Regions from separate parts of the Mus musculus genome. Here region 2 is linked to region 1. The links are chromatin contacts, called in public Hi-C maps. All regions are on one chromosome and are shown on one strand. The core of a region is the stretch at or near the end of the contact, and the rest is flanking DNA. Distances in the headings are between cores, read along the strand shown. Region 1 overlaps Ptprm (protein tyrosine phosphatase, receptor type, M). Region 2 overlaps Ptprm (protein tyrosine phosphatase, receptor type, M).

Evidence for each region. A called contact is a pair of places that touch in the nucleus more often than the background predicts.
Region 2: a contact with region 1 is called in a Hi-C map of uterus, with 2.9 times the contacts expected there. The contact joins two enhancer-like sites. A contact is called at or near these places in 8 of 484 Hi-C or Micro-C datasets (cortical neurons, liver, nephron progenitors and 1 more) and 1 of 115 datasets of contacts at active chromatin or transcription factors (fibro-adipogenic progenitors).

Annotation. Positions count from the first base shown.
Region 1 is chr17:66,755,854-66,759,092 of GRCm38.p6, forward strand. All of the region lies in intron 18 of Ptprm (protein tyrosine phosphatase, receptor type, M), which reads right to left. Among named protein-coding and RNA genes, the nearest start is that of 1700016K05Rik, 43 kb to the left of the region's middle. Within about 2 kb of position 1,583, at least 28 of the 459 cell types and tissues checked have an H3K27ac peak or open chromatin away from gene starts, as enhancers often do. A contact at or near this core is called in uterus, where this site is marked.
Region 2 is chr17:66,860,802-66,864,040 of GRCm38.p6, forward strand. The region is part of intron 14 of Ptprm (protein tyrosine phosphatase, receptor type, M); the gene reads right to left. It also overlaps the pseudogene LOC115488805. Among named protein-coding and RNA genes, the nearest start is that of 1700016K05Rik, 150 kb to the left of the region's middle. Within about 2 kb of position 1,735, at least 9 of the 459 cell types and tissues checked have an H3K27ac peak or open chromatin away from gene starts, as enhancers often do. A contact at or near this core is called in uterus, where this site is marked.

The DNA.
Region 1 (3,239 bases), core at 333-2,832:
GTTACTTTCCTTCAATCTACAACATACATTTTCTCATGAGGGCTACTTAAGATCTGTTAACTGGGTGATTTTTTTTTTTTTTGATAGATTTTCTGTTTCACAGCTTGATTAGAAAAATTTCCAATGCCTGTTTGATTAAGAACAAATTCTCATTTAGTAAAATTCCCTTGCTTGCACGATAAAGAGTAAATGCCTTTATGTGCTCTAGAACAGGGTTTGGACCCCCCACTCACCCATATCGTTTAACCCTCACTTTCCCATTCCAACCACCAACTTTTCCTCAGTTCCTCATACTCATTGTGGCAGTATAATAGGGTTGTTACCGATCTATCCTGTAATGTTCTGTGCTACATCTTCAGAGAGGCCTTCCCCCACATCTCCAAATAAGTCGGTCTCCACAGTTCAAGTTTCAACTGAATCATGTACCATTGGATATGCCCTTAAAGTATATCCCGCTCCCCTGGGTAATCAGATAAAATCATTTAATTTCTTCCACGGCTCCCCCAACTCCTGCCCTGCGACTGTTGGGTTCGAAAGAGTAGAGAGCCTGTCAGGTTTGTCGCTGTAGCCAGCCCAGTGTCTCATGCCTGAAATTTCCCTCCCACCTCTCTGCTCTGGCCACACTGGCCTCCTGCTCTCACCTGGCATTCACTGCCCACAGTGGATACTTCATCCTTTGCTTCAGGTTCTGGCCTGCATCGTGCCCTCCCAGAAGGACCTCCTGGATCACATTCTGAAACCTGAAGCTCTTGGCCGGCGCTATCGTCCTCTTTGCTGTTTTCTGGCTCTAGCATCTCTCTGTAGTGAGCACTCTACACCATGATATCTCTCTGCAGAGAGCGTGCTACACCATGCTCTCAGTGGCTGCTCAGTCTGCTCCGCAGCTCTAGCACCAACCTCTCTGCTTCCCTGTTTGCTCTGTGACATTTACGACAGCATCGCCTTTCTAGGAAGCATTTGGTAAACGTATGTGGAAGGAGGGATTCCAGCCTGGCTCAGGACCAGGCATGTGGTGGTTAAATATGTATTTCTTGAATAAATGGCAAAAACAGAGAGAGAGAGAGAGAGAGAGAGAGAGAGACAGAGACAGAGACAGAGAGACAGAGAGAGACACACACAGAGAGAGAGAGAGACAGAGAGAGAGACAGTGAGTTAGTTTGCCTGGGAAGTGCCTATGTAGTCTGGCTTGTTCTCTCCACTGTCAGTGTCCCATAATGGGGAGCAGCTGCAGAGGGGCTGCCTCGTTAGCTGGGAGATTTGGTGTTTATCTTTGCTTGGAGTTAATTATAACTGGGAATCGCTGAGAGGATTAGAGGGGCTGAGTCTGTGTGTGGCGGTGGTGGTAATGGCGGACAGAATGCTAGCTTCGATTTGGAAAGGGCTGGCTCAGCAAATTTATAGTGTAAATAAAGGAAAAGTTTAACTTACTTAAGAGCAAAGCCCATAAACAGTTTTGAAGCGCCGTTAACACCATTTTATATGCAAACACTGTTGCGAAACAATGAGCGGGATCATTACCGGCTCTTTTTTATGCTCTTTGGAAAGCACTGCTGAGAATCTCTGTGGTGTGTACACAGACTCCCACAATTCCTCACTCCAGGGGGAGGGACTGTCCCCAATGCCTCAGATCTGGAGGGCACACATCTCAGTAAGGGGAACTGGCCTTTCTGCATTTATATGAATTTTTAGGGATGCAGAATGCCAACCACCTTCTATGCCTACTAAGGATATAAGCATTATACACACATGATCATACATGTGGCTTAGGTTAGACAATGACTCTTATTCTTTCCTCAATTCTTCAAATCTTTGCACATCTTCTACAATAGGTAAGACCTATTTTCATGCATGCACACATGTACACCTGTGCCCACACACAGGCACACACACATTAATGAGGCACTTTCTAGATGGCACTAGTCAGACTATTAGAAAAGCTCTTTAATGGATTCACAGAAATAACTTAGGGAACTCATTCATGGGTGCCTTCCCCAGGGACTCAGCTCTCAGATCATATGGTCTCACACAGAGAAGGGGAAGAGGCTGTTGTCGGGTGCTTCTACGGCTTATGACAAAGGTAGTGGTTTTTCTTTATGGTTGTTTGGTAGGTATTGAAACCACCCTACTTACAGAGTACATCACTAGTTCTGAGGTTCGGGATGTTATAGTTTAGAAGCATTAATAACTAGCAGGTTGTTTAAGTGATCAATATCTCAGGGTATTCCAACCCAGAGCTCTGTAGAGAATTACATGGTTTATATACATGTCATAGTGTAATTATATAATACACAGTCATATAAAATACGCTTGCATAAATAATGAGTTACAAATAGACAAATCTAGAGAGATTTCAGAAAATGTAGCAAACTAGAAGGAAAGAAGTTGTGCAGTGAGAGAAGCTATGTAGTGGGAGAAGCTGTGCAGTGGGAGAAGCTGTGAGGTGGGAGAAGCTATGTGGTGGGAGAAGCTGTGAGGTAGGAGAAGTTATGCAGTGGGAGAAGCTTTATGGAGGGAGAAGCTGTTCAGTGGGAGAAGCTTTATGGAGGGAGAAGCTGTGCAGCGGGAGAAGCTGTGCAGTGGGAGAAGCTGTGAGGTGGGAGAAGCTATGTGGTGGGAGAAGCTGTGAGGTAGGAGAAGTTATGCAGTGGGAGAAGCTTTATGGAGGGAGAAGCTGTGTAGTGGGAGAAGCTGTGCAGTGGGAGAAGCTGTGCAGTGGGAGAAGCTGTGCAGTGGGAGAGGCGTCTGGGTGCTGTGGAGAAGGCAGGAGACTGGATGGTGTGGCTGGAGCAGGGTAGTTTCTGTGTGACATCATCCCTAGAAAGGCACACAAGCAATGCAATCCAGTGGAAATGCTGAGAGAGAGCAAAGAGGAGGTAGAATGGATGGAACCCAGAAATTAGAAAATGCAACATGCCAGGCCACAGGTAGCCATGTCACACAGAGATGCACGCCACAGCCCAGCCTGTGCAGAGCTGGCCACAGTGTTCACCTGAGGAAACTGTTTGAAGCTCCACAATACTGATTTGCTCAGTCTTTCATGGTTTCATTTTAAATAGTATTGTGATTTTTCTAAGCTACATAAAAATAACACAAAAGTAGAGATAAAGAAAATGAACCTTAACTCGTCACAACGAAGAGTGATGTCATCGTAGCATTAGGTTCACTTCTGTAATAGGTCATTAGAAAATTATGTCATTAAGTAGAATCATGACTTGGCCAGGGACATTCATCTAAAAGCA
Region 2 (3,239 bases), core at 485-2,984, 110 kb after region 1:
TGGGTACAAAGTTCCTAGGCACTAAGTAGGCAGCTCTCGGTTTCTAGTTTAGAGTTCAGCATGTTCCTCAAGTCCTTTGTACTGGGACTGGAGAGTATGGCTCTATGAATAAATTTCTGCACAAAGAACTTTCTGGAAACAGAGCCATGATACTTTAATGGTCTCATTTTTTTCCCCACATGTTGTCTATCCATCATGGCCACCTTTCTTATAATTACTTTTCTATCAAACTCAAAACTCTGTTGGATAAAGTACGTGGCATATTTGGACCAGGCTATCTTGGTTCTTTATGTGGCTGTGATGGGTGCTGCTAGCTTTTGAAAGAGACAAACTAAGTCCCAATGGCATAACTTGTCAGTGTGTGTATTTTGTGTGAAAGAGGGATATTACCAGTGCAGTTGGTTGGGTGAGTACAGTGGCATCAAGAGGAGGTGGCCCATGAAGTTTCAGTTTCAATGGAAGATTCCTAATGTAGGCTGAGCTGTAGGATCCACACACATAGAATATAGGGAAAAGATGAAGGCAGCTGGCAATGAAAGTCCATTTCCAATGGCCTCCTTAGGGAGGCATGTGACATGACATCATAACCGAGTATCCAATGTTGATACTACTCAATCGTGTAGGGTTAGTACGACCTGGTGCTTTTCCTACTACGGTTTCCATTAGGAGACAAAACTCAAAACTCTGAGACAAGATAGGAAGCACGGAGCATTGCAGGAAGACAAGCCAAAGCACAGTGCCATGTGGAAGAGCACCCTGAGGCTGGGGTATGCCATGCTTGCTATGGAGGTGGGCAGCTCTTTCCCTCCTCACCTTGCCGTGTAGACAGCTGCTGGGCTCTGCCACCAAGGAGGCACTGATCCCTCATCTCCATTCTGAGACTTTAATTGCAGCAGGATGCTGCTGCCAGATGCTAACTGGCTGTTGTTCTCAGCCTCTCTGTTCCCCACATGTTGGGCTCCGACTGTGAGCATTCCCTGAGTCTGCTGGAGAGGATCCTGTGGGGGGAAGGCATCTGGCTACAGGCTGTGGGACAGCTTACACTCATTTCAGCTGACCACAGCTCACATTGGGTAAGAAAATCCTTAGCTGACATTAAATCATAGTTTTTAAAGGCCATTGGGAGATACAGCTGGTTTGTTGACTCTTCTGAAAAGCATATAGCTAGAAAGGCAGCAAATAACATGATCTCAAAGTCTTCCAAGTCTCTGGAAGAGAAGTCAGCTGTCTTACCATATTACTCCATAGCTTTCCCCCCACACAACTTTCTAATTAAAACTTCTCAATTCCCTGTTGCTGGTTTGCTGTTTTGTTTTTGTTGTTGTTGTTGTTGTTGTTGTTGTTGTTTTTTGTTTGTTTTTTGTTCGTTTTTTTGTTTTTGCTGTTGTTATTGTTGTTTTTTGTTTTTTTGTGCTTGTCTGCCTGCCTGCCTGCCACGGCCAGCATTAAGTGTCTCAAGGGGAAGTGGCTGCCTGTCGGAAAGCCAAAGCTTTGAGGAATATGTGAAGGAGCTAGGGACTGGCTCTTAGGATGGGTGTCATGGCCAAACCAGACTGCATTACTCCTTATGAGGGCAACAATATCACCATCATACGTGGGAGCACTCTGAAGATGACGTGGGTGTCTCGTGCCCAGCTGGGGCAGTTTGACAAAACTATAGCTGATTGCAGAAGAGCTCAGCTGGTCTCTATCTTGTCGTCACAGATGGTCCCCTGGTCCAGCAGCAGCAGTGGGATAAGAAGGAAAGCACAAGAGGAGAGCTGAGGACTGGGAGGTTGGCTGTGTCATGAACAGTGTCACCTGCACTCAGGTCTGTGAGGTGGAGTGAGGGCTTCATCAGCCTGGACAGGAGTTAGCTTCAGGTCGGAATGAGCTCAGCTCAGTGAGCAGGTTGCAAGTATCCACACTGCTTCTTTTCATTCATTCTATTTTTCCTGACTGTGCTCAATTACCTTCATCACAAACACTTTACATGAAACCTATCTCGGAGTGTTGATTGCCCTAGGATAGCTAATAAGTCAACATGTATGTGCTAATTCATTTAAAGAAAAAAATCTCAATTCTATGGAAGGAAAATATGTTTACCTAACTCCCTTCCCCTTTCGTTAGCCACTGCTAATTAGTATTCTCGATCTCTCCTGCACCTCCCTCCTTCTCTCCTTTCCCTTTCTCTCTGTAAAAATATGTGTACATATATATGTATGTATGCACGCATGTGTCTTCACTGAAACATATAAAATTTCTAGGCACGATTACTATCCTTAAACACTACGTCAGCCTGATGGAAACACAGGCTGCCCCGCCATTAGAAGAAATGTGAAGTTCAGTGTTAGCTGCAGGTCTGAGACAGGCTGGACGCAAACATGGAGTTTGAAGACTGGCAGACTTTGGAACATTTAGATGCTGGGTTTTTGGACACAGAGTCTCATCTAGAGAAGCCTATTCATATATTATTCTAACGCTTCCCTTTCCCCCAAATCGACTTCTGGTTCCAAGAATTCAGATAAAAGCCACATAACCTGTAATAGTCTCAAATAAGAAAAGAATGATTGTTAAAGACCATTTAGCATAAGGTTAATTATTTTTATTGTATGTGCCTGGGTGTTGTGAGGGTGCACCATGTGTGTGCTTGGTCTCCAGGGGAACCAGATGAGCACCTCAAATCCCTATAACTACTCACAGCTGGGAGCCAACAGCTGGGAGCTGGGAACAAGTCCCCGGGCTCCTGTGTGCTTTCAACCCCTGAGCCAGCTCTCCAGGCTTGCTCCGAATGTTTTTGTCTGCTTTTAGTTTTCTTTATCTGAGCTCTCGCATGGCATCTTAAGTCTTCTAAGCCTCCTTTAACCTACAGTGGTTGTCCACTTTCAAAAAAATTGCCGAGAGTGGAGTTTAGGTATTCCACATGCTCTCCCCTCAAGGTAATGGATATGCTAATTAGCTGGATCAGCCATTCCACAATAAATACTTATTTCCAAGCATATATGATACAAACTTTAGTCATTAAAACTTTTAAGATACTACTAACCAACCAACCAACCAGTCAAGCAAACAAAGAAACAAACAAAAGCAATAAACCTGGCCATAATTTTCTAAAAGGTTGGTCTTGAATACATTTTAAGTACAACACTGCTCATTTTATTTTTCAAGTATATAATTAACAGTAAAGATGCTTTCTGATCATGGGATGATATATCTCTCAGTTTATCTCTGAATCCAGGCGTCTCACAGTAGTGAATAAT